Linked DNA regions of Mus musculus: regions 2, 3, 4, 5 and 6 are each linked to region 1. Evidence: chromatin contacts called from public promoter capture Hi-C data. All regions are on one chromosome and are shown on one strand. The core of a region is the stretch at or near the end of the contact, and the rest is flanking DNA. Distances in the headings are between cores, read along the strand shown. Region 1 holds the start of Kat8 (K(lysine) acetyltransferase 8). Region 2 holds the start of Xpo6 (exportin 6). Region 3 holds the start of Il27 (interleukin 27). Region 4 holds the start of Coro1a (coronin, actin binding protein 1A). Region 5 holds the start of Tbx6 (T-box 6). Region 6 has its middle 10 kb from the start of Aldoa.

Region 1 (4,136 bases), core at 910-3,409:
AGCACTTGGGAGGCAGAGGCAGGCGGATTTCTTCTGAGTTCGAGGCCAGCCTGGTCTACAGAGTGAGTTCCAGGACAGCCAGGGCTACACAGAGAAACCCTGTCTCGAAAAAACAAAAAACAAACAAACAAAAAAACCCAGTATGGCTGAGGTACGAAAAAGAAAAACGTGCCAGACCATGCAAGCAACTGACTTTGCCTGAAGGGGTCTAGAATGGGATCACCACAGGAGATAAAGAGACTAGGGGGGCTGGTGAGATGGCTCAGTGGGTAAGGGCACCCGACTGCTCTTTCAAAGGTCCGAAGTTCAAATCCCAGCAACCACATGGTGGCTCACAACCACCCTTAATGAGATCTGATGCCCTCTTCTGGTGTATCTGAAGACAACTACAGTGTACTTACATATAATAAATAAATAAAATAAAAAAAATAATAAAAAAAAAAGAGAGACTAGGGGCGAGAGAGATGGCTCAGTAGTTAAGAGCATTGACTGCTCTTCCGCAGGTCCCGAGTTCAAATCCCAGCAACCACATGGTGGCTCATAACCATCTGTAATGAGATCTGAGACCCTCTTCTGGGGTGTCTGAAGACAGCTACAGTGTACTTACATATAATAAATAAATAGGGGCTGGTGAGATGGCTCAGTGGGTAAGACACCCGACTGCTTTTCCGAAGGTCTGAAGTTCAAATCCCAGCAACCACATGGTGGCTCACAACCACCCAGAATGAGATCTGACTCCCTCTTCTGGAGAGTCTGAGGACAGCTACAGTGTACTTACATGTAATAAATAAATAAATTTTAAAAATAATAATAAAAAATAAATAAATAACTTTTTAAAAAACAAAAATTAAGAGATGAGTAAGAGCTAGCCAGGAAGACATGAGATTACTTATAGCAAGAGCAGGTGATAAAAGGCACATAAACACATAGTTTTGGCGGGCAGAGCAAGATTGGTCTGGCAATAGCCCTTACTAGAAGTGCCTAGAAACTGGAAAGGTCTCAGACACCTTTAATCCCAGCACTTGGGAGGCAGAGGCAGGCGGATTTCTTCTGAGTTCGAGGCCAGCCTGGTCTACAGAGTGAGTTCCAGGACAGCCAGGGCTACACAGAGAAACCCTGTCTCGAAAAAACAAAAAACAAAACAAAAAACAAACAAACCCAGTCTAAGGAGTTTAATTATGTTTTGAGACAAGGTCTCTCTATGTAGTCCTGGCTCTTCTGGAACTTGCTATGCAGACCAGGCTGGCCTCAAACTCACAGCCTTCCCAGGGCTGGGATTAAAGGTGTATGCCACCATGACCGACATTTATTCGTTTAAATTAGATGTATTTATCGTATTAGGGGGTGGGGGATACTCTTATATGGATTCTGAGGGCAAACAGTAAGAATCATTGTCTCCTTCTACCATGTGGGTCCTGGGGACAGAACTCAAATCACCAGACTTGGTGACAAATACCTTTATGTCCTGAGCCATCTCAGCTCGGAGTTTATTTTGAAGCCAGCAGCTTGAGGTTTATTTTGAAGAGGGAAAGAAAAGGAAGAAAAGATAAGGAAGATAAGGAAACGTGTTTTTAGGAACTGGGCTGTCCTCTTTGCTGGCGATGAGGGGGCAAGAGAAATGTAAAGACAGACAACAAAACACCAATGAAGGAACAGATATAGCAAAAAAAAAAAAAAATGAAGCCTGAAATCGAACCAGAGTGAATGTTCACAGGCCAACTCTGTATTCAGCTGACTGGTGGCTTTACAGGTGAAAACAAGCATGGCCTGACTCCAACCTCCAATTACAAAGTGGGCTTCTCAGCTCCCGAAATCCCGCCTTCTTACCTGAGTCACCACCCTGGCCCCAAGACTCCCAGCCCCACAGAGCGCCCATTCCTAGGCCATGCCCATTCCCTAAATCCCGCCCCTAGGCCCTGGGCCCCGCCCTCACGCCAGGTGCTATCCGGCCGCCGGCACAGGTACGTTTCTCCGATCTCCACGGTGACTTCTGGTTCGCCACGCGCCGGAGTCGGCGGAGAGACCCGGCCCGGGGACCGGGCAGGCCCCTCGACTGCTGCATTTTCCCCCGGGCCGGGCTCTCCCTCCCCTACAGTTCCTGAAGTTGTTGCAGCAACTGCAGCTGTAGCTCCCTGTGCCGCCATTGCTGTGCCGGAAGTGACCGGCCAGAGAGCCGCTTTTATTTCCGGATCAGTGGGGGCGGGCATAGTCTTGCGTGTTGGAGGTGGGGAGGTTGTGACGTGGCAAGGTTTTGTTTTGTGCGTACTGCGTGTGGCTGTTGTTGCTAAAAATTGGCCCAACTTGAGACAGGGTCTAATTACAGTCCTAACTGACCTGGAACTCGCTATGTAGACCATACTGGCCTCGAGATCCACCTGCTTCTGCCTTTTGAGTCCTGGTATTTAAAGACGTGCACCGCCACACCCGGACTTAGCTATTTTTGTGGAGTTGTTTGTTGTGACATAGCCCGGGCTGCCTACACACTTGCTGACCTAGCTCCTCCTGCCTTGGGTTCCCGAATGCTGGGATTAAAGGCGAGCATTCCTATTTCTTGAGAAAGGTTCTCAGAGGCTAGCCTGAAATTCATTGAACGTGCAGCAGTATCCTGGGGATTACAGTTGTACTCTATCACTGAATTAAGTTTTATGGGATGCTTGGGGCCAAAACCCAGGGCTTTTTATATGCTACCCACTCTATATTTGCGTCTCTCGCTCAGGGTGGGAGCAAAAACCAGTTGAGACAGGAAAAGAACAGGTGTGCCAAATAAACTACCTTCAAAATAAACTTACTCACTCTTTCTCTCTCTTTTTTTTTCAAGACCGGGTTTCGCTGTGTAGCCTTGGTTGTCCTGGAACTCACTCTGTAGACCAGAAATCTGCCTGCCCCTGCCTCCCATGTGCTGGAATTAAAGGCCTGCACCACCACTGCCCGGCAACTTCTTTTCTCTTAAGAATTTCATGTAGCGGGGCTGGAGAGATGGCTCAGCAGTTAAGAGCACTGACTGCTCTTATGAAGGTCCCGAGTTAAGACCCCATGGTGGCTCACAACCATCCATAACAAGATGTGACACCCTCTTCTGGAGTGTCTAAAAACAGCTACAGTGTACATGTATTTACATATAATAAATAAATAAATCTTTGAAAAACAAAAACAAAAAACCTCGAGCGTGGCCAGGGAGAACCTTGAGTGGTTGTCTAACCTCCACCTTTCAAATGTTGAGGTTAGGATGGCACCACACCAGGTTCATGCACTGCTAGAGATTGTACCCGAAGCTTCATTAATGTTAGGCAAACACTACCACTGAACATCTCCAGCCAAGAAGGGTTTGAGCAGGGAGACAGTGCCTGGAGAATCTGTAGTGACACTCCTCCAAGTACAGAATACCAATTCTCTGAGACTCAGTAAAGGTTAAACCATATATACATATGGTTAAGTCATAGCTTTATATAAGCTATATAGCAGCATTCAAGGTAAACTTATTGGTAGATGAATTGGAGTAACACATGTCTAATTTGCTGTTTAACTTCACCTTTCTACACACACACACACACACACACACACACACACACACGTGTTTTCCTTAATTACTGTATTGGGGCACCGGACACCTTTAATAGCTTGCCCAGTGCATACTACTTTAGGAACTGCGTTGTGGGCGAACTAGTCGATGAAAAGAAGCAGCACTGTAAGACCTTTGTTTTTTAGGGATGATAATGCCAGCCAGTTCCTCCTTAGCTGGCTTACTGGAATAAAGCTCCTTTTCTCACGCTCTATTGTTGAGACTGACTGGCTCCTGCCACATGGTTTTACGTACCCAGCATGCACTGGTAACTTTTACAGTAGCACACAACAGTGTGTTGAGTCAGAGTAGGGCTGGATAAACATCTCATTTAGACATTCTCTGAAAGTTCTTTGATTCATAATTTGGTGATCAGTTTTCATAAGGTTTCTTTTTTTTTTTTTTTTTTTTTTTTGGTTTTTCGAGACAGGGCTCCTCTGTATAACCCTGGCTGTCCTGGAACTCACTCTGTAGACCAGGCTGGCCTCGAACTCAGAAATCTGCCTGCCTCTGCCTTCCGAGTGCTGGGATTAAAGGTGTGTGCCACCATGCCCGGCTTTCGTAACAGTTCTTGAGA
Region 2 (4,136 bases), core at 414-2,913, 1.7 Mb after region 1:
GGTCAGGATGCTAGTGTGGAATCTTTGAAGTGAGTAACAAGTACTTGTGAATAGGGACCTCAGCAGCCTGGAGGCCACGTGGATATGCTGATAAGTGCCATAGCTATAAGTCAGTGGAGAGCCAGGTGTCCCTTCTGCCAGAAGTAAGGGAAAGGACTCCTTTTGGGGGAATAGGAACTTGTTTCACAAGTTTCCTAGGAATTCTGGCTTTTATCTAACACCAGAATTCCTTCTATAGTCCATCTTGAGCTCATTCTGGATATGTGGACTGCCTGAGACCTAATGTGTGTGTGTGTCCCTGTGCAAGCATGATACTAGTGTGGTCAAAAGACAACAATTTGTGGTAATTTATTTTCTCCTTCTTCAATTGGGTTTTGTTTTAGTCACTGTTTTATTGCTGTGAATATATACCATGACCATGACAACTCTTGTAAAAGAAAGCATTTAATTGGGGGCTTGCTTCCAGTTTCAGATGGTCCGTCTATCATCATGGCAGGGAACAGGTCGACATGCATGGTACTGGAACAGTAGCTAAAAGATACATCTGATTCACAAAAGGAGACTGGGTTTGCCATTGGCTTTTTTTTTAAATGTTTATTTATTTATTTATTTATTTATTTATTTATTTATTCTATGTAAGTACACTGTAGCTGTCTTCAGACACTCCAGAAGAGGGCATCAGATTTTGTTACAGATGGTTGTGAGCCACCATGTGGTTGCTGGGATTTGAACTCAGGACCTTTGGAAGAGCAGTCGGTGCTCTTAACCACTGAGCCATCTCACCATCCCTGCCATTGGCTTTTGAACTCTTTTTTTTTTTTTTCTGAGACAGGGTTTCTCTGTGTAGCCCTGGCTGTCCTAGAACTCACTCTGTAGACCAGGCTGGCCTCGAATTCAGAAATCTGCCTGCCTCTGCCTCCCAAATGATAGGACTAAAGGCAAGCTCCACTACTGCCCGGTGACTTTTGAACTCTTAAGGCCCACCCCGAGTGACACACATTTTTCCAACAAGACCACACCTAATCATTCTAATCGGTTTCAAATAGTGCCACTTCTGATGACTAAGCTTTAGATATGGGATAGGCATTCTTATTTAAACCAGTACAGGTTCTGAGGATTGAACTTAGATTGGGTTGTCAGACATAGTGGCAAGTACCTTTAAAGGCTGAGCCATATCCCATAAAAACTTATTTTATTTACATGCATGTTTGTGTACCTATATATGTGTATGCTATGTGAGTATGGGTGCAGGTGTCTCCAGAGTCCAGAAGAGGGTGTTGAGTCACCTGGTGTTGGAGTCTGGAATTAGGGATGAAGCCAATTTAGATCGTGACACTAAGTGTTTCAATTTCATCCTGTGACACTTTCTGGTCCTAGGACCCAGAACTGTGGACTGAATGAATAAGATCCCAGGAGAGCACAGACCAGCATCGCCGAACTTCTAGTCCGGTGTCAGGGTCCGGAAAGATGCTCAGAAAAGATTTGCGGAATGAATGAGTGAAAAGAAACGAAAGGGAAACCTTTCCTTTACCAAAATGGCCGCGTGTCCCTTTACCAACGCGGCGGTCCCTGGCCTCTTGGGCGGGGACGTGGTGGGCGGGGCCAGTGAACAGTCAGGTGCGGCCCCGCCCTCCTCTGCCCTCACTTGATTCCGGATTGGTCCGGTTCCAGCGCCGCAGCAGGCCGCGGGCTGAGGGGCCGCCTGGTGCTCGCCACTTCCGGCGCGTTGGGCTGTTGGCAGAGGGTGGCCGCGAGGGGCGAGCCGCGGCTACTGGTGGCGCGCAGGGATGCGGAGGGAGCCCGCCGCGAGGACAGAGGTGGCGAGGACAGCAAGGGCCCGCGGGCCTCTCTCCTGAGCCGGCCGCGCCGCCCAGGCCCAGGCAGCCTCTGCCCCTTCAGTCTCGGCTGAGGCCCGTCGCCGCCTCGGGCCGCGGAGGCCGGGGAGTCCCTGCCTGGGCCCGCAGCCTCCCTCTCGGGGGTCGGGCCCAGGCGGGGGGCCTCGTGTAGCCGCCTCTGAACCCCATTTTCTGCTTTTGCGTTTCCCCGGGGTGGGCCGAGGTCTGGATGAATCGCTTCGGGGGGTCCCCGAAGGGGCCCGTGTGCTCCTTTTAAAGGTGCCGGCGGGGCCCGGGTAGGGAACCGGTTGTCTTTGCATGGGCGGGGGACTCCCCGAGCCTGCCGGGACCATGACCTGAACTGTGCGAGCGGGACACGACGGATCCCAAGAGCTAGCTCACCTGAGCCATCCCCTTCCCGGCCAGCATGGTGAGTGGGTCCAGGGACCGGGTTGGAGGGGTGGCAGTGGGCCTCAGAGCAGCTGAGCCATCTCTTCTTCCCTGAGGCGGGGAGAGGCGCGTGCGAGCCTGGCCGGTGACACATGCGTGCAGGGTGTGCAACCGGCTGTACGCTCCCATTGCCCCCACCCCCACCCCCACTGGATGTCTTGAGTAGCGCCACGGATACAACCCCCTGCCTCACTGTTGGCTGTGCCCTTGTGCAGCAAGTCGTGATTATCAGTATCATTTATTTATTGATGGCATACTGTGTGTCATTTCCTTTGCTAAGTCAGTGGTATGTATTTTGTTAGTATATCAACCCCCTGATTGGAAATGGGGGATACTTGAGGCAAGAAGCAGTTAATTACTCTGCCCAAGGTCAGTTGACTCTTTTGGGTTAGTAGCACTATTTGAACATAAGCAATCTGTTATAGAACTGGCTGGATTTTTGGAGACCATCTGTCCAGCGGTAGGTTTGCGTTTGCAGAAATCTAAAGTAGTATTTGTAGAGGTTACTGGTTACGGATACAGACGATGGCAGAGTCAGCAGTGGGGTCTTTGGACATCTTGGTTGCTGTTCTTTTTGTTTTCTGCTCTGGCCTTTTCCTTGGAAAACTATGCATACTTTCAGGTCCCACTAAAAAAAACCTCTCTGAAAGGAAAATACCTCCTCTTCTTGCAGGCTTTTTAGCTTTTCCATAGTCCTTGGGGTTTGTGTACTCAGAGCAGTTGGTTGAGTGCTTGTCTTTTGCCATTTTAATGTTTCTGAGCCTTATCTGCCCATCACAGTAGGCAAGGTGAAGTTAGTCCTCTGATTCTTTATCTGCCTCAGTTTGGCATCTAGCCCATGATGAGTGAGTGCCCAGCCTGGGTTTGAGCACTGATCCCCCCCCCCCCCCCCCACACACACACACACATTGCCTGGCGATTAGAGGTGTATTGAGATGTGGCTGGTGCACCTTTTTAATGCACACATCAGACCAGACTGTCAAACTCTTAAGGGGTGGGAGGGTGGGTGGGGTACATAAAGTCCTGGTTAGTGGAAAGAGGTTGTTCTAAGGCACTCACTTTGTCCTCCTGGGTTTACAACCAAGCTGGGTAAAATACACCATTAAAGCTGAGCAGCATGGTATGATTTGTGCTATATATGGTGTGTGTGTTTGTGTACATACTAGACAAGGTGACAGATTTGTTGAACTTCAGTTTGTTTCCTGATCTATACAATGTACAGACAAGAATTTTCCAAAAGTAATTTAAAGATAGGAAACATATATGAATCCCACCCCTTCATTATAATTTTATGAAATGTTTGAATTTAAATATCCCCACTCCCCCCAGACAGGGTCTTCCTGTGTAGTTGTCTCTGGCTGTTCTGCACTCAGTACATAGACCCGCCTGTCTCTGTCTCCTGAGTGCTGGCATTAAAGGTGTGGGCCACTGTACCCAGCTGAAAGTTTGAATTTTTGAATTGTGATAAGGTACACTTAAGGACTTAGACTAATTTTCAGTTTTCTGACATGTACATTTCTGTTGTGTAGCTCTCATGGTTTATTTACATCGCCACGGAATTTCATCTCCCCAAACTAAAACATGGTATCATGACATACTGACCTTGGTCCCTCCTTTAGCAGTTCCTCTCCTGTCCCCTGGTCTCCAGTGTGTCTCCCTTTCTGTCTCTATCCTTCTGATCTAATCTTCCTACTTTTTTTTTTTTTAAAGATTGATTTATTTATGTATATGAGTACACACTGTAGCTGTACAGATGGTTGTGAACCTTCATATGGTTGTTGGTTGTTGGGATTTGAACTCAGGACCTTTGAAAGCGCAGTCAGTCCTCTTACCTGCTGAGCCATCTCTCCC
Region 3 (4,136 bases), core at 1,039-3,538, 1.3 Mb after region 1:
TCTGGTCTTGCAAAACATTGATGGATGAATAGATAGATAGATAGATAGATAGATAGATAGATAGATAGGCAGGCAGACAGACAGACAGACAGACAGGTGAAACTGAGAACTATAGCAGGGAGGGCTAGTAAGGTGGTTTAGTGAGTAAAGCATTTGCCATATAAACTTAAGGATCTGGACTGGACCCCTGAGACTCTCATAAAGGTGGAAAAAGATAACTGATGCCACAAAATTGTCCTCTGAATTACACACACACACACACACTAATCAGGAAAAGGATAGAATCTGCAGAGATAAGTGGGTGCTTTTGGTTGGGTTTCAAGGGGCATGGTGTAGCTCCCACCTGAGGGGGTACTGTATTGGGTGAGCCATCTGAGGTGAGGCAGAAGGCAGGGATCTTTTGAAGAGTAAACTCTTCAGCATCTGAAGAAGGGAAGAAGGAACAGCCAGGGTAAAGGCCCGAGGACCTGGTGTTCTAAAAGCAACAGAAGACTAATGTGTTGGAAGCGTGTGCACAGGAGCAGAGTGAGCAAGCTATAAGAACTTCGAAGGATCCAATAGAGATAAGACTTGTGTGAGGAGGGGATGAGCCATCCCCCAGAGAAACCGACAGCAGAGGGAACTGGTATAGGGCTCGGCTGCTCATAGGTGGAGCTGCTTGCACAACACTTCAAACAGCACTGCAGTTTCTGAGCCCGGACATATGAGGGTGCCTCCAACTAAAGGTTAAGAGAAGTGCTGAAGGCCAGAGGAACTGGGAGGGGAGGCCAGGGGCCCAGAAGGCTGTTCGTTTGCAGAGGGACAGACAGTGGGAGGACAGTGGACAGAACTGAGGGAGTACCAAGGATTGAGTGCTTTGTGGTGAGGAGAGGGGTGGTGTGCAGAAGAGTAGGCTGACCAGTGTGCTTATCCTCACCACACACACACACACACACACACACACACACACACGCACACGCACATGCACATGCACACACGCATGCTTATTGGCAGTGGGTGGAGGAGCTGCTGCTCCTGGGACTGATGCAGCAAACGCCTGCATGGACCAGGGCGTTCTGCTCCAGCTTCCCTCTCCTTCCCTGAAGCTCTCTAATAGCTTCCAGGACTTGCTATTTCCCTGGCACTGTGGCTCAAGAATCCTTAGATGGGCAGTTCCTAGGCAGGGATGAAGAGGTGCAATACCCGAAGGGGAAACCCCCTTAGTTTCTATCTCACAGCAAGAACCCAGTAGGGAAACCCCACAAGTCCCAAAAGGAAAGCAGGACTTTGGGGAAGAGCAAGAAACCCCCATGCTCTCTCCGAAGATGGGAAACCAAGGGTGTGGCTGAGAGCAGGTTGTGATGGAAGGAATGCTATAGTCAGGCCCCAGCCCTGAGAAGATCATAGGTTTCTGTGATCTTCATGGTGCTGAAGCGCTGGGATTACTGCAGGTTTTGGCTGAGCCTTGACCTGACCTCATGCAACCCCAAGCTGGCCACAGGCTGAACCTCAATTCTCCTTGGTTGAGTGCTTACCCTAGTGTAAGCCTTCACCTTACCTGAATCACAGCTTCAGTCAGAGACTGCACAGCTCTGTCCCTGATGAAGCTCTAAGCCTAACCCTGACCAGCCACAGCAGAAGGTTCATTGATAGTTCTGGCCCCAAACACGGAGAGACCACATACACTGGCCTCAGGCTAGCCGTGGAGTTTAACCTTAGATCAAGTTCTGACTCTTTCATATGGACTGACCCCTAATCCTATGTGACTCTGTTCATAGACGGAGCCATTGTCTGAATGAGGCTGATCATGAAACCGTGGCCTTGAGATGGGTCTCCTTCATCCATGATACTTACTTACAGACACCTGAATGACAGCTCTCAATGCAACAAACCAGTTCCTGCCCCACCCCACCCCCACCACAGACTCATCCAGCACCATGGAACTACAACTTCCCGCACACTCTTCAGCCATCTGGTAAACCAAATGAGGGTATGGATGAGTCACCTCCACTGAGTCCCCTCTTACGGGTAATTCCCTTACCTGGCCATCTGTCATTCACTGGACAATGGACTGCCATGGCCCTTGGATGCTCGTGACTGTGGAGAAGCACAAGGAGGTCGGGTCTTTTGAGTCCCACCAGTGGACAGTGCTGTGTGAGTGGCCAGAGTCTCAGGGGTGGGGAGGGGAGGGAAGGGCTGGACCTGGGTCTGGAGCTCAGATGGGCTGAAACCCCAGCTTCCTGCCACCCCCATGCTTCCCCCTCTGGGAAGGGAAATTACGTTTCCCCATTTTAGCCAGGGAAGACTTAGTGAACACAAAGCTGAAAGTACAAGTAGGACAGAAAGTGAAACTGGGCGCAGCCCCCAGTATAAGACCCCCCTACCCAGGAGATGGCTGCACACAGAGGCTGGGCCCTGACATGGGCCAGGTGACAGGAGACCTTGGCTGGCGTGAGTTGGAAGCGGCGACTGGGCTGAGGGCTGGGAGGTTTGGTGGAGCCCAGGAGAGGTTGGGAAAGTTTGACAGGTAGGGTTGGGGCAGAAAGTTGAGGGGCAACACGTTGGCCACGTAGACAGGCATGGCTAGCTGACCACGGGAATGAGACTAGTGTAAGTGGGCAGGGGTTAGAGCAGTGGAATTATGGTTGGCTGGGTAAGTGATAGCAGTGTCTGGGATGTGTCAGGAGGACTGGACAGGCAACCTGGCCAGGAGCAGGACTAAACAGACAAATGAAGAGTGTAGAGGGAAGAGGCTGAGAACCGAGGACAGTCAGAGGAACGGCACAGGGGAGCTGGTAAGAGCGGTGACTGGGACCAAGGGGGCAACCTCTCTGGGTAAAGGTCTCTAACTTACCCAAGGTCTGGAACTTAGAAGGTTGCCCAGTCTGCAGCTGGGAGCTGAAGGACTCGGAACAGAGTTGTAGGAAGAGGGGCAAGTTGTAGGCTGGGTAGGCTCAAGGGCTGGAGCATGAGGGCGGGATTCTCTACAAAGGGGTCTTGGGGTGTCTAGAATTTTGAGAGGTGGTAAGTGGGTATGAGCTGGCACACCTTAGTCTGGGATGTAATATTTACCAAGGCCTAAGGGTTCATGCCTTCTCCCCATCCTAGAGCTAGGAAGAATTCTATTTAGTCTCCAGGATATTAGGGAGTCAGAATGGTTCTCAAGCCAAGAAACCTGAATGCCAGAGATCTCAATCACTGCCCACTTCTGAAAGTACATGGGGAAAATAGATGTCGTCCCCCACGCCCCCAAGCTTTCATTAACTACTGCTGAGGGCACTTTAGGGAGGTTTATAGATTATGAATGGATAGAAGGGACCTGGAGAGGAGCAAGGGTGGGGAGAGACTTGGGGATAGTTTTGGTTTGGGTTTCGGGGAGAATTGTGTAACTCCCGCTTGAGAGAGAAACCACTGAAGATTGCCTTCTTCCCAGAGCTCCCACTTCACAGCCCTGCTCCCTCTTACTACAAATTGCAGGGCTTGAAGTCCCCTGAAAAGTCAGATAGCATGACTCTCACTCCACAGCTGGGAGCCTGGGACACAAAAATAAGAGGTGACCTGCTCAAGGCAGGATGAAGACACTAGCCTCCCCCTCCATCAGTGCCATCCCCACCACATGTCCCTTCCAGGACCATACTGCTAATTTACCCTAGAAGGGCTCAGTGCACAGTGGCATATTTTCCATATGAGTCCCTAGAATAGAACCACTGGCTTTGCCAGGTCTTCCCTAGGGCCCTAGGTCTGTTTAAAGCCTCAGGGCTGTCTGGGTGAACCCAAGGAATCCTTGGCAGAACACAGTGTTGCCACCTCTGGAGCAGGTGGGTTCTTCCTCTGAGTTCCCTGGGGATAGAGTACTGGCCTGTGTTTGGGTGGATCTGGAGTCCAACCCTGCCTCCCTGACCTCTCACTGACTAACCGTGGCTAGTCACTTTACCCAGTCTCAAGGGCTAGGGCACACACATGCAGTTATGTAGGCTGGGCACTGGAAAAGGCAATTGACTAAGGGATCTAGTTGGAGTGTGTGTATTAAGATCCTGCTTTTGGGGCTTGGAGGTGGTAGCACACACCTTTAATCCCAGCACTTGGGAGGCAGAGGCAGGCAGATTTCTGAGTACAAGGCCAGCCTGGTCTACAGAGTGAGTTCCAGGACAGCCATG
Region 4 (4,136 bases), core at 479-2,978, 1.2 Mb after region 1:
AAGACTTGTCTTGGTCATGGTGTCTCTTCACAGCAATAGAACAGTAACTAAGGAAATGTGTGTGGTTGTTTTACATGCCTGTATGTATGTGCATCACATGCATGCCTACAGATGGTTTGTAAACCACCATGTGGGTGCTAGGAATGAAATAAATCCTGGTTCTCTGCAAGAACAGTGAGCGCTCTTCACCACTGAGCTGTCTCTCTAGCCCGGCACCTAGCTTATGTGATGCTGGAGGCCATGCCTTTATGCATGCTATGAGGTGTTCTGCCAGCTGAACTCCATTCTCAGCCCCATTACTGTTATCACTTTAGCTGGAGACTCTAGAGTCGCTGGCTACAGTCACAGAGCCTCAGGCACTATCCAACCCTGTACTGAGTAACTGCAGAACACTTCAGACTACACCTTACGCACCGCACCGTTAGCTGTGAGGTGGGCAGGACTTCTTGTTTCTCTCCTACAGAAACTGAGGTTCAGGGAGGTGGGGCCTCTTGGCCAAGATCACACGGCTAATCAGTACAACTGGAGCCCCTTCTGTTCTTTCGAACTACTTCTACCTTAAAGAAGAGTTTCTTCTGACTGGGTCTTGCTATGTAGCCCAGGCTGGCCTCCTGCCTCAGCTTCCTGACTACAGATGACTGTCAGCACACCTGTGTCCTTGAGCTTTGCTGACACTGCGCCTCAGCCCCCTACCCTTCTCCAGAGCCACTTGTGGTGTTTCCTCTTCCTCCCAGGATAGCCCAAAGCTTTGGTAAATGGCAATAATGAAAAGAACCAACATCTTTTGGGTTTTTGAAACAGGGTCTCACTATGTAGCCTTGGTCTGGAGCTTACATGTGGACCAGGCTGGCCTTGGTTTCACTGACCCTTCTGCCTCTGCCTCCGTAGTAATGGATTTACAGGTGTGGGCCACCATATCTGACTGTAAGACCCCAACACTAATTAATACCTGCCACTCTGTAGATGCAAATCCAGCTATCCTTGGAGTGACCATCTCCATACGAAGGCAGGTAAGACTGTTATAGACAGGAAACTGGGGCTGAGATTAAATTAACCTGCCCAAGGTCACTCAAATGAGTGACAGCCAGGAGTCACAACAATGGTTCCAGCAAAGGCCTTTCTTCCTCTGCCCTTGCTACCGTGACAACCCACTCCCCTCAAGGGACAGGAATGGACCACAGCCCAGCTGTGTGTGATATCAGACTTCTGTGTGTACTCAGTGGCTTTTAAACTGTGTCAGACGGACTCCCGACTCCCTCTTCTCATGGCCCGAGAGCTCTCTAGAGGGGGAGCACTACTCATTTGCCTCCATAGCCCCAGCACAGAACAGGTGCTCCATAATGCCCAGTTATTTTACTTCTTCCGGGCCTCAATGCCACGAAGCAGAGGACAAGGGTGTCCCCGCTGAAGCCCTAAATCCCTAGAAAGGAGAAATGACCCCCCCAAGGCCTCCCAGAAATCCATTTGGGGTAACGACAGGAGAGGTCCCTCCTGTAGCAGAGAAGGCTCTCAAGCTGGTTGAAGCCGTTCTAAAGCTTTCTCCGGTGCCAGGGAAAGGACCTCGAGGAGGCAGCGGGCGGCTGGGGGAGGGATGAAGGAACGGGATATTTTTGCGTTCTGACATTAAAAGAAGAGTTGATTCGCGTCAGCATCTGTTCGGGGGTTGGAGCTGACAGCATGGGGAGCGGTCCCAGTCTTGCAGCCCTGGAGCGAAGGGCCGGGCCTCCATGAGCTCCGCCCAAAGGGGCGCTACCACCCGGAGGAGGCCGGCGCACGGCCGCTGCTCATTCATTGTCTTGACAGAGCATCCTCGGTGGCCAGCCTGCAGCTCCTCCATCCTTCTCTCCTTCCTCCTCTACTTGGGAGGGGTCACGCTCAGCTCTCCGCAGCAGGTGAGGCTGGGCGCCGGGGGAGGGCTGGTCACAAGGGCCAGGCAACGCTGCCATGGGCCACCTGTGGGGCCAGCGCCAGTGTGGGGGCAGGACTGTGGGACTGTGGGGGCGGGCGAGCTGTCAGAGCCACCAGGCTGGGGACAGAGAGCCGGTTTGTGAGCCCCGCCAGGAGGATCGAGGACGAGGGAGTTCGAAGGGGCAAGTAGGTCCCAGAGTGCTCCAAGGTGAGGGCTAAGGACCATCGTGACCAAGATGGAGGTGGGCTCCTGGGAGCGGCCGTAGCTGGGCTCAGAACCTATGCCCCGGGGAGGGAGCTTCTGAAGGTGGGGGATGCAGGGTGGGGTGAGCCAAGTAGCTGCCCTGAGCTTTGAGACAGGAAGGGGTTGAGTGCAAAACAAGACTAAGTTCCCCTTTCCGTGGTTTCCGGGCTTGGTACCTGGGTGGGGGAGGAGGCCGGGTGGGGCACATCTTCCGCCCCTACCTTGGATTGGGCTTTCCTTCTCCCAAATCCAGACTGCTCACTGGGGTCTTGTGTCCCCTTCCTGTCTTGGAGACTTCACTCAGGCACTTCACCTGCTTTTATTTTTAATAGACCTGGGAGCCTCCTTGGTGATACCGGGGTGTGCGAGGACTGGAGTCCCAGCACGAAGGGGCTGAGTCCCCCATTAAGGCAGAGCAGATGGGTGAGGCTGGGGAGGTGGATAGAGGCTCTGGGCAGGATGCCTTCCACAGCGCAGCCGAGGTTCCTTTACTGAGCAGGAAGGAGGAGGGATTGGGCACAGGATAGAGGCAGCCCCTGGGCTTCACTAGCTGGCTGCCTAGCCACAGTGGGTAACCATCTTAGCGGACCTCAGGGAAGTCAGGGTGGGCCTCTCCTGAGTGTAGTTTAACGGAAGCAGAAATGGCTCAGAAGAACATCTGCTTTTTTTCTGAGCGGAGGTTAGGAGCAGAGGTCTGGGGAGATGCTGGGACCCAAGCCATTGCTGCTTCTTGTAGCCAGAAACCTGGGGAAGCCATCCTGCTACTGCATCCCTTCCTAGGCAAGCTGGCTTGCATCCCTCTGTGTGCCATCCCTGAGCTGGAAGGCCAGGGAGAAGCCCTGCCCTGCCTTTAGGAAGCTCTGTGTGAGGGATGTGGGATCTAGAAGAGTTCGATAGGAGGGAACCTATCTCCAGACTGTCTGGACCACTAGGAAGGAGGCACTGTGTCTTAGTCAAGAACCAGACCCTTGGAGCCACACCATAGCAGGCTGTTGTAGGGGCTGATGGTGCAGGATTGAGGGTGTGGCTTGAAGTGCCTGGGAATTTGACAGAAAAACTGGGGAGGGTAAGCAGGGAGATAAGCAAGCTGTCAGTCATGGTCAGGGTGCCTCAGACGCCATGCTGGAACCCTCAAGGCCAGGCCAAGGGTTGCTCTGGGGATGACAAAGTGCGGCTGGGATTGACCCAAAGAAAAGTTTACAATCTGTATCCTTCAGGATGAGCCGGCAGGTGGTTCGCTCCAGCAAATTCCGCCACGTGTTTGGACAGCCAGCCAAGGCTGACCAGTGCTATGAGGATGTGCGCGTCTCACAAACCACTTGGGACAGTGGCTTCTGCGCTGTCAACCCCAAGTTCATGGCTCTGATCTGTGAGGCCAGTGGGGGAGGGGCCTTCCTGGTGCTACCCCTAGGCAAGGTGAGCTTCCGGAACCTCAATGGTCCTGGGGAGGACTCTGCTGTCCATGGAGACTGTGGGGTCCTCAGTAGCTGACTGTGACCCAGCTTCCCTGGGGTTCTGTGTTGATATCTGTAAAATGGGACAGGGCCATTTGCTACTTAAGCTCTCTGGGGACAAAACAAGGGGGGCAGGTCCCCCAAATCTTGGCTTGGGGTTTTCTGCTAAGGATAAGGCTGCAGGTCTGGCGAGGACTTTGGGGACCCTTCAAGCGTAAGCCCTGGTGGAGACGAGGCAAAACCCTTTTTTTTCCTCCCCTCTGAGCCTGCTGTTCTTCAGCTGAAGTTCACTCCTGGACTCCTCAGGGGGTGAAACAGGAAGGGGAGATAGGCCCCAAGTTTTACCTTAAAAGGGCCGATGGAAGCAGAAGAGAAGAGGAAGTGGTTGTCGGGTTGAAGCTGGGCCTGCACCCTGCTCAGCTCCTTACACAGGAAGCAGTTGGCTCTCGGAAGAGGCCATTTCCAAACCTCTGCTGCTGTCTAGAGGCATCAGACAGACCTCCAGGCCCAAATCTATAGGACACATCCTA
Region 5 (4,136 bases), core at 894-3,393, 1.1 Mb after region 1:
AACCCTGTCTTGGAAAAAAAAAAAGAGTGGACACATGTTTTTACTTACCATCATGTTCCTGGTACCCTGGCACAGTACCCGGCACACAATAATTAGTAAGCATTCCCTGAATGAATGATGCCCACCTCTTACAGTTTCTGCCATTTTCTCGGAAACCTTTGGCAAAGGGATTGGCTGCGATCTTCAGCTGTGTGATCTGAGGACACACACGCAGGTCAAAGCCCCTGTAGCCTGGGCGACAGTCACTGACCCTCCCTCAAGCAAGGCCACTCACCCTAGGGTTCTGGTAGGCTGTCACAGAGATGAATGTGGTCTCAGGAAATCGGAAGGAGGCCACACCCCCCCAGTGTTGGCTGCATAGTTGGGTGGCTCTCACCAGGTGGATGCGAGGCTGGTACTTGTGCATCGAGTGCAAGATCAGCTGGGAGGGAAGAAACGAGGTGACTCCCAGCCGTCACCTTCCTCCCATTACCACCCTAACACCCCACCAAGGAGTCCCAGCCTGGGCCTCACGTGGCCATGGGGGTCCAGTGTGCTGTTGGTGAGCTTAACACGATGGAAGGATACGGGCTGCCGCATCCAGTGGGCACCAGTGGCAGGAGAGTCAGGGTGAATGTAGACACGGTCGGGTAGGCGGGGTTCAGCCTTGCCACTTGGCTCCCAGTGCTGGCCCTGCCAGCGGTATCGGGCCCCATCCACTGGAACCACATCCAGAAGAAACAAGTAGCGGGCCTCTGGGTCCAGGCCAGTGACTGATACTCGGCAAGCAGGGAACATGCGCCTGCGCAGGGAAAGGGGAAGGAGGAGAGGCCTGGAGCTACCCTCTAACAGCTGTGAGCCCAGCATCAGTGAAGGAACTAGCAATAGGCACCTCAGTTTTGGCACGGTAAAGCCAGAGAGGTGTAACTAGGTTCTCCAGCAGAGTCTAAGAGCCATTGTACAGATGGGCAAAGGGGACAGACAGGTTAGGGGTTCTGACAGGCCGGAGCAGGTTAATCTCCCCACCTGCCCCTTCACTCTCTCCATCCTAGTTACAACATGGTACAATTCTGTCTCCGAGCCCTTGCCACATCCTGTCCAGGCTCCTGCCCCCTGCCCCCTGTAACTCTCTTTGCAGAAACAGTGGTAACTATTTTCTTCCTGAAGCCTTAGGAGCCTCTTGCTCCCCACCTTGGTGCAGCACTGACCTCTGTGGCAGCAAAGACTAACTTTCTTCAGAAATAATAGGTGCTGGGCCCTGGGGACAGGATTTAGCCTGGGGTTCAGGCCTTAGAGACCTTGCCAGAGCTCACACGGTAGGCAATCACCTTCCTTCAGGGTGAGCTGGGACTTAGTCACACACGGCCCCTGATCCTGGACAGATTCTCCCACACTGGTCACTGACTGGTCCTTGACCCTTCTCATAGGCTGTCTGCTTCTGAGTTAGGCCACATGCCAATCTACAACCCAGCCAGGCTGACCTTTCTGACCCTTGATAGAATGGCTCCTAAACCCAGTCACAAACTCGCCAGCCTGATCCTTAAACCTCGACACAGTGTAACTCCTGTTAGTCCAGGGTCACAGTGTCAGGCCATAGTTAGATTCTGCTGTCTGGGTTGTCCTAGCCCTGAAGGGGCCCCTAACCCTAGCTCTGTCCCAGGAATTCTCTTTTCTAAAAGCTGACTTGGCCGTCCCTCACCTGCCAGCCTTGGTGATGATCATCTCTGTCCCCACAGCGCTGAATTCCTTCCACAGTTCCTGGTTCTCCAAGCTCAGGCTGACCCCAGGAAGCGAGTGAAGGGCCTCTGGGGGTGGCGGTGCTGTCTCGGGGCCCAGAGCAGATGGGAGAAGGGGCAAAGGAGCGGCTGCAGCCAGAGTGTGGGGAGCTGCCTCGATCCCAGAGAGGAAGCAATCCAGTTTAGAAGTATCCAAATCTGGAGATGTGGGAAGAATGAGGATCCAGGGGAGGGCCACATATTCCCAGTTTCCTGCCCCTTACCCAGAGCCAATCCAACCGCTCACCAGGGTAGCGGTAACCCTCTGTCAGGGCAGGTGGGAAGGTGGAGTCTGCCCCAGGCTGGGGGTGTCCCAGACGGTAGCCAGTCCCCAGGGAGGGGTACAACTCTCGTGGATGGTACATGTTGTAGTTTCTTCTGGCCTTGTGTCCCGTTGCTAGAATCCGGGGTCTAAGGGATGCCCCCTTTATAGCTCACAGCACAGCCCCTTCCAAACCAGAGATCACAGCCCCTCCCCTCCTTGGGGCCCTGGAGGTGGGCTGGAATGGAGACCCCTGGGGCCTAGAAGGGGTCCAAGAGGAGGCCGGATACCTGGGTACCCTCCCCTCTCCCTCGCAGCTTCACTAGTCCCGACCCCCTACCCCCTCATTACATAATTAACTCCTCGGTCTGATTGATCCCTAGGGCTAAGACAGGGACGCAGTTTGGCGCTTCCGGCCAGCTGGTCTCCGTTCCCACGGTGGGGGCAGACCGGCTAGGGGGCAGGGGTGGGATCTGGATCCTGGCACCGAGCCTAGGATCCCGGGTTAGACCCTAAAGCCCCAGACTTTCTGGAAGGTGACCCCCTCCCTTTTTTTCACTTGGAGGACTAGCCTTGCGAAGTGAACGCGAGGACAAGTGCAGGGTTGATGTCTGAGCTGATACGCCAGACACTGGGCATCTTCAAGAGACCGAGGCAGAGGACTAAAGCCTAGAGTCCTCCCTGGTTTATAGTCTGAAAAGCCTCCAAGTCTCAAAAGTTGAGGGGCGTGCACAGTTACACATCTATGGTATCTCGTGCAAAAAGCGCAAGGTCTCACGCCGAGAACATTTCAACTACACTTCCCAGTAGGCACCGCGCCAGTCGCACGTAAAGGCCACAGGCAACCTGTGCTGGGATCCCTGGGAATTGTAGTTCAGACTGGGGCGGCAAAGCCAGAGAATTGGTGGTCTTCTCTGACGCTTGCCCCCGAGGAACGAAAGCCAGGACTAACATAGGCAAGATGTCAGGAGCAAGATTAGTTTGGTCTACTGTTCCTACTCCATTCCCCCTGCTGAGGGCTCTGAATGGAACCCATCTATAGGGAAGGAACTTGGATTCCAGGTCCCCTCTCTGTATTCCATGTGAGCCAGGGGCTGTCTCCATTCCATTGTTTTATTATTTACAAATGCTACAGAACGAGAACAGACACGTTGCAGGTAAGAGGGATCCAGTGGGAGAGATTCACAGAAAGGTGGTGCACCAGGGCCATGAGAGCAGCACACAGGCCTTATCTATGGGACAGGCAAGACAGGAAGGGGTTAAAAAATGAGATCCAAGCCAGCCAGATCGCAGGGAGGTGCAGGGGGTGGGGGTACAATCCCCCTCTTTGTCTCCCCCCAAGGTCACAGTGCATGCAATAAAATGTATGTACAGGAGCTGGGTCCTTCCCCTGTGGGGGCCCTGAGGGTCCAGAGCTCCCTTCAGGAGGAGCGAAACCAGTGGCTCCCCCTGGCGGCCAGGCCAGGCTGAAGCCACATGCGGCAGGAGCTAGGTCAGTCCCAGCCGTTGTCTTTGATCATGTGGTTGAGTTCAATGATGTATTTCCCCTCTTTGTACTTCTGGCTGCTCTCAAAGGCTTGCTCCTGGAAGGAGAGAAAGGGCTGCCAGGCACAGACAATACTTTTACCACTAGGCAATGGGGTTTTGGGAATGAATACCATTGGTCTTGGTTTATATATGAAAAACAAAAAACAAAAAACCCTGTGGCCCAGAGAAGCTCAGCTGCCTGCCCAGACACCACTTTTCCTCACTGGGAAGAGAGAGAACTCTGAAGCACGGGTAGTTCTGAAAATCAATGACAGCTCCAACAGGGAGGATTTGGAAGCCCCTACAAGATTTCAAGGTCCAAGGATTACAAACTGGTGGCCTAAGGGCCATTTCAACCTAAGGTAGTTTTGTTTAGATAGCAGAGAGCTTAATATAAACAACTTTAGGAGTTGGGGATGTTTATCTTGTGGGAGGGCCTGGATTCAATACAAGCACCACATTAAAAAAAAAAAAAAAACAATAAAACTTACAACTAAATGATAACTATATATATACTCACTTCATTTTGCCCCAGCCTGCTTTCTCTGCCCTATATCTACCCATTTATAAACCCACAGTATCTGCTTGCTCTT
Region 6 (4,136 bases), core at 928-3,427, 1.1 Mb after region 1:
GGGAACAGAATGTCTTCATCGGCCAGCAGAGTCGGATTTGGATTTGAGTGGTTCATCAAATCAGTGAGCATTGTCTTCTAGGTGGTGTCAAAGGCTTGGGCTGTGGAAAGAAATCAGAAACAGCCCAGCACTAGCAGTCTGACCGAGGAGGGGCCAGGCAGACACAGAGAAGTCCATACCCTGTGATGAGGCCGGGGAGCGCAGAACCCAACTCAGCACCGATGGTCTGGAGTATGCAACCAGTCTGAAAGGGCGGAGCCGAGCACAGGCTGGAGGGACGAGAACCCTAACCCTAACCCTGTTTATATTCGCATATATGTCCTGGCCTTCCATAGGATGGTAGCAGGAGGGAAAGAAATTCGCTTTACTCTTTTTTTTTTTTTTAAAGATTTATTTATTTATTATATGTAAGTACACTGTAGCTGTCTTCAGACACTCCAGAAGAGGGCGTCAGATCTTGTTACAGATGGTTGTGAGCCACCATGTGGTTGCTGGGATTTGAACTCCAGACCTTCGGAAGAGCAGTCGGGTGCTCTTACCCACTGAGCCATCTCACCAGCCCTCGATTTACTCTTGGAGCTCTGGAGTGAAACCACAGGATGGTCAGGGTGGATGGTGCCAAGTCTGGAAAGCAGTTTTCTCCTGCAGTCGGTGGTGTGATCGGGTGTGAACAGGACCCGGCTGTTCATGCCTGCCATCCGGCACTCAGGGTGAGGCCCAGACCAAGCTACACTATAGCGTGACTTTCAGGACAGCCTGAGTTACAGAATGAGATCTTGTCTCAGCAAGCAAAATACAAACAAAAAAGAAGGAAAAAAAATTGTTGGGTTCAGAACGGAAGCTGAGAAAACTCACTTTAGAGAACGGAAGCTTAAAAATGGAAGTTTTATTTTCTTAGCGCTGAGGGAGGTGGGCAGCTCCGGATCTGATCCGAATTCCTGAAGGGAGACTGTCCAATATTTCTACAATATTTTTATAGGATGGGAACAAAAAGTGACGGGTAACAGGGTAGACTCTTGCATTGACCAATTATATTTTGACATAAAGGGTTAAAAAAGGAGGTCACTTTTGGTGACTGGGCCTTTCCCGGGTCATCTGGTTTCAGATCCTCGCGTCAGCTTTTGCAGCCTGGTCTCCTCCTGGACTCTGGTCTGGAATCTTGAAATGATAAGGGAACAAAGGAGTGGGCAAGTTGAACTAGTCAGTTAAGACTAGTAACACATGTCTTACTTGTGTGCCTTATGGCTTGTGTGCCTTAGTTTAGATAATGGAGATAACAGTATCTTCCTTCTCTGCATCCTTCACTGCTTAACAGACAAACACAAAACATCTGAGGAAGCAGGGTAGGAGTTGAGTTCTGGGGCCTGGGAACATGAGTTAAGTTCTGATTCTGCCATCCAGGTGGAACTCAGTCCTGAGATGGCTGAGCTCAGGAAACTACTCCCTAACAGAAATCACTTTGAAAATAATGCAAGGGCTGGAGAGATGATGACTCAGCGGTTAAGAGCACTGACTGCTCTTCAGAAGATCCTGAGTTCAATTCCCAGCAACCACATGGTGGCTCACAACCATCTGTAATAGGTTCTGATGCCCTTTTCTGGTATGTCTAAAAACAACTACAGTGTACTCATATAAATATAATAAATAAATCTTTTTTTTTAAAGAAAACTGCAAAAAGCGGGGGTTGAGGGGAGCAGAGAGTAATGCTGTTGAAGTGAGACGGGTTGAAAAATATTGATTCTTTCCATACAATTAACGAGGGAAGAAACGGTAGGCTTTGGGTAAGAGGAACGTGGTGCATAGTGTGTCCCCTCACTTGCAAGCCATTTAGAGCATCTGTCCTTTTCGAGGGAGCAGGGGAGTTGTCCTCCTTGTCTCCAGTTAATTCTTCTCTGGTTCCTCTCTGGAAAGTAAAGTTTAAAAACACAGTATGTCTGAGGCAGGCAGTTCTTCCTTTGCAGAAGAGGGAGTGGACCCAGCCTGTCTCCTACGACCTTCAGCATTCGACCAGCATCTCTCCAGGGCCAGCGGTGGCGAGAAGCGTGCTATTTCTGTCTAGTTACGGAGGGAAAGCTGGGAGCTGGCGATTACCTAGGGTCGAAGAAGGCAGGGCCAGTCCAATGAGGCGGGAATACAGTGTTTGGATCTCTGCGGCTGCCGTAGTCGCAGTACTGCGGTCCCCATGGCAACTGCAAGAAGCAGCGCCAACCTTCTGGGCGGTGCTGGCGCCTTGGCGGTTCGGACCTTAGGCGGCGCGGGATCTGTAAACTGCCCGCCGTCGATGGTTGTATGTGCTGTGGCCGCGTGGTCCGAGGGAGCAGGAACCTGGGGGCCGTGGAGGGAGGGCGTGGCCCGGCCGGAGGGGAAGGCGCTGGCTCTCCTGATCCTCGCCTGTCCAGTCTCCATCCGTGGGCCTCAGGTTTCCCACGCAGAACGAGAGAAAGAGATTGGGTACCCCGGATTAAGGGTACTCGATCTTTGAGCCCAGAATCTTCTCTCTTCTGCAGCTCCTGGACAGACTGGCGTTGCCCAGCCCCATGGACGTGAGTCCAGTGCTCTGTGCTCATCCGCCTCTGAGCTCGGACCAGGGGGGGGGCTTTCTATCCAATAAAAAGTCTTCTGGCTTAGGACAAGAGCTGGGAGACAGTGCCCAGGATGGACTTCCCCCCTGAGGTGGCACGTTTCTGGGATTCCTAGCAAGACAGTTTTTACTAGCACTCAGACAGCAGTACAGAGGCCCAGGAGCCAGAGCGAGGAGGGAACCTCTGGGAACTGCTTAGATTTCATCGTGATTGCGGGATAAGGGGTGGGGGTAGAGGCGTAGCCAGGGGCTGGGGTGGGGAAGCTTTGCCCCTGAAATAAACGTTGTTCTGAGTGGAGATGCCCGGGCAGCTGGTGCAGAAAGAAGCAAATTGGAAGAGGGGCCAAGGCTGAGAGCTGAAGGATTGGAAGGTTGTTATGCTGGAGTCAGATTCAAAACTCTGTGTAGAGAAGTATTCCCCAAAGAGCAGTGTTTCCCAGATGACTCTAAAGTGATGGCAGGTCCAGGATCGTGAGTGAGGATGTCAGGGGGACAGGCTGGGGAGTCAGGGTGTTGCTCTATTGCCTTCTCATCTAGTTCTGCATCCCTCCTGGCATCTCATCTCCTGCTCACGGCTTCCTCTGTGCTTCTCCAGGCCTCCCCTGGCCCGTGGAATCCAGCCCCGGCTTCCATCGGCCCTTCCTTGCAACTTCCCACCCCTGCTATCGTCTTCATCGCGGTGGGCATCTATTTGTTGCTGCTGGGCCTAGTGCTGCTGACTAGGCACTGTCTGCTGGTGAGGCGCCTGGTGTGGAAGAGAGGGTAGGCCTTGGGGAAGAGGAACCTGGTGATTAGTGGGGCCCCTCACCTGCAGGTCTTTATCTTGGGACACCTTTGTCATTTAGTCAGAGCAGCTGTCCTTTCCGTGGGAGCAGGGGAGTCTTCCTCTTGGACTCCGGTTAACCATTGTCTTGCCCGTCTCCAGAAATTAAAGTGGAGAGTTGTCCCCTCCCCGATGTCTGGCCCAGATCCTGAGTCTTGTCATCTCCTAGGCCCAGGGCTGCTGCACAGACTGCAGCTCCCCTTGCAGGAAACAAGGTGCCTCCGAGACCCAAGACTGTTGCTGGAGCTGTGCAGAAGCCTGTGACTTCCCTCTGCCCAGTCCCACCCACTGCCTGGATGCCTGCTGTCCTCATCTCAGTGAAGCTGTGAGTTCCATTCTTACCCCAGATTGCTCCCTCCGACCTCCGTCTGATCTGGGCCTTCATTTTCTTCAGTCAGCACATTCATTACTGAGCAGTAACCCTAGGCCAGGCACTGTCCCAGGTACTGAGTCATAGGCAGACAACTAAAAGCAACATAGTATCAGATTGTTTCTGGTGATGAAAGGTACTTGAAAGATAAGTGAATATAGGGTGAAATAAGTGAATAGGCGGGAGAAAGATGATTTGTGTGACAAGCCCATAAGCCCAGTACATAATCAGGGCCTGCTTCCTTTCTCTCTCTCTCTCTCTCTCTCTCTCTCTCTCTCTCTCTCTCTCTCTGTCTTTGAGACAAGAGTTCCTTCATTACGTAGCTCTGGTTGTCTGGGAACTAACTTGCTGTGCACACTAGG

The links. Promoter capture Hi-C pulls out the DNA fragments that hold promoters and counts their contacts.
Region 2: a contact with region 1 is called in a promoter capture Hi-C map of liver, with 2.8 times the contacts expected there. The contact joins the promoter of Xpo6 here to the promoter of Kat8 in region 1. A contact is called at or near these places in 2 of 39 promoter capture datasets (liver and pre-B cells) and 1 of 115 datasets of contacts at active chromatin or transcription factors (pancreatic cancer cells).
Region 3: a promoter capture Hi-C map of neutrophils shows a contact between it and region 1, with 2.8 times the contacts expected there. The contact joins the promoter of Il27 here to the promoter of Kat8 in region 1. A contact is called at or near these places in 2 of 39 promoter capture datasets (liver and neutrophils).
Region 4: a promoter capture Hi-C map of liver shows a contact between it and region 1, with 4 times the contacts expected there. The contact joins the promoter of Coro1a here to the promoter of Kat8 in region 1. A contact is called at or near these places in 2 of 39 promoter capture datasets (both in liver), 1 of 484 Hi-C or Micro-C datasets (B cells) and 1 of 115 datasets of contacts at active chromatin or transcription factors (thymic regulatory T cells).
Region 5: a contact with region 1 is called in a promoter capture Hi-C map of liver, with 4 times the contacts expected there. The contact joins the promoter of Tbx6 here to the promoter of Kat8 in region 1. A contact is called at or near these places in 4 of 39 promoter capture datasets (the C10 cell line, liver, neutrophils and 1 more), 4 of 115 datasets of contacts at active chromatin or transcription factors (double positive thymocytes, regulatory T cell precursor, stem cell-derived neural progenitor cells and 1 more) and 1 of 9 other capture datasets (liver).
Region 6: a contact with region 1 is called in a promoter capture Hi-C map of liver, with 5 times the contacts expected there. The contact joins the enhancer-like site here to the promoter of Kat8 in region 1. A contact is called at or near these places in 3 of 39 promoter capture datasets (liver and pre-B cells) and 1 of 115 datasets of contacts at active chromatin or transcription factors (pancreatic cancer cells).

Annotation. Positions count from the first base shown.
Region 1 is chr7:127,910,540-127,914,675 of GRCm38.p6, reverse strand. Kat8 (K(lysine) acetyltransferase 8) reads right to left here and starts at 2,159. Exons shown (of 11, transcript NM_026370.2): 1 at 1,934-2,159. The coding sequence starts at 2,144.
Region 2 is chr7:126,198,028-126,202,163 of GRCm38.p6, reverse strand. It overlaps Xpo6 (exportin 6), which reads left to right and starts at 1,663. Exons shown (of 24, transcript NM_001311143.2): 1 at 1,663-2,265. The coding sequence starts at 2,263.
Region 3 is chr7:126,593,174-126,597,309 of GRCm38.p6, reverse strand. Il27 (interleukin 27) reads left to right here and starts at 2,288. Exons shown (of 5, transcript NM_145636.2): 1 at 2,288-2,430. The coding sequence starts at 2,400.
Region 4 is chr7:126,702,408-126,706,543 of GRCm38.p6, reverse strand. It overlaps Coro1a (coronin, actin binding protein 1A), which reads left to right and starts at 1,728. Exons shown (of 11, transcript NM_009898.3): 1 at 1,728-1,892; 2 at 3,370-3,568. The coding sequence starts at 3,371.
Region 5 is chr7:126,779,490-126,783,625 of GRCm38.p6, reverse strand. It overlaps Tbx6 (T-box 6), which reads right to left and starts at 2,143. Exons shown (of 8, transcript NM_011538.2): 1 at 2,002-2,143; 2 at 1,679-1,913; 3 at 514-781; 4 at 275-421; 5 at 126-196. The coding sequence starts at 2,119. Ypel3 (yippee like 3) reads right to left here. Exons shown (of 5, transcript NM_025347.3): 5 at 3,116-3,599. The coding sequence ends at 3,510.
Region 6 is chr7:126,807,277-126,811,412 of GRCm38.p6, reverse strand. No RefSeq gene overlaps it. Among named protein-coding and RNA genes, the nearest start is that of Aldoa, 10 kb to the right of the region's middle. Within about 2 kb of position 2,177, at least 312 of the 459 cell types and tissues checked have an H3K27ac peak or open chromatin away from gene starts, as enhancers often do. A contact at or near this core is called in liver, pancreatic cancer cells and pre-B cells, where this site is marked.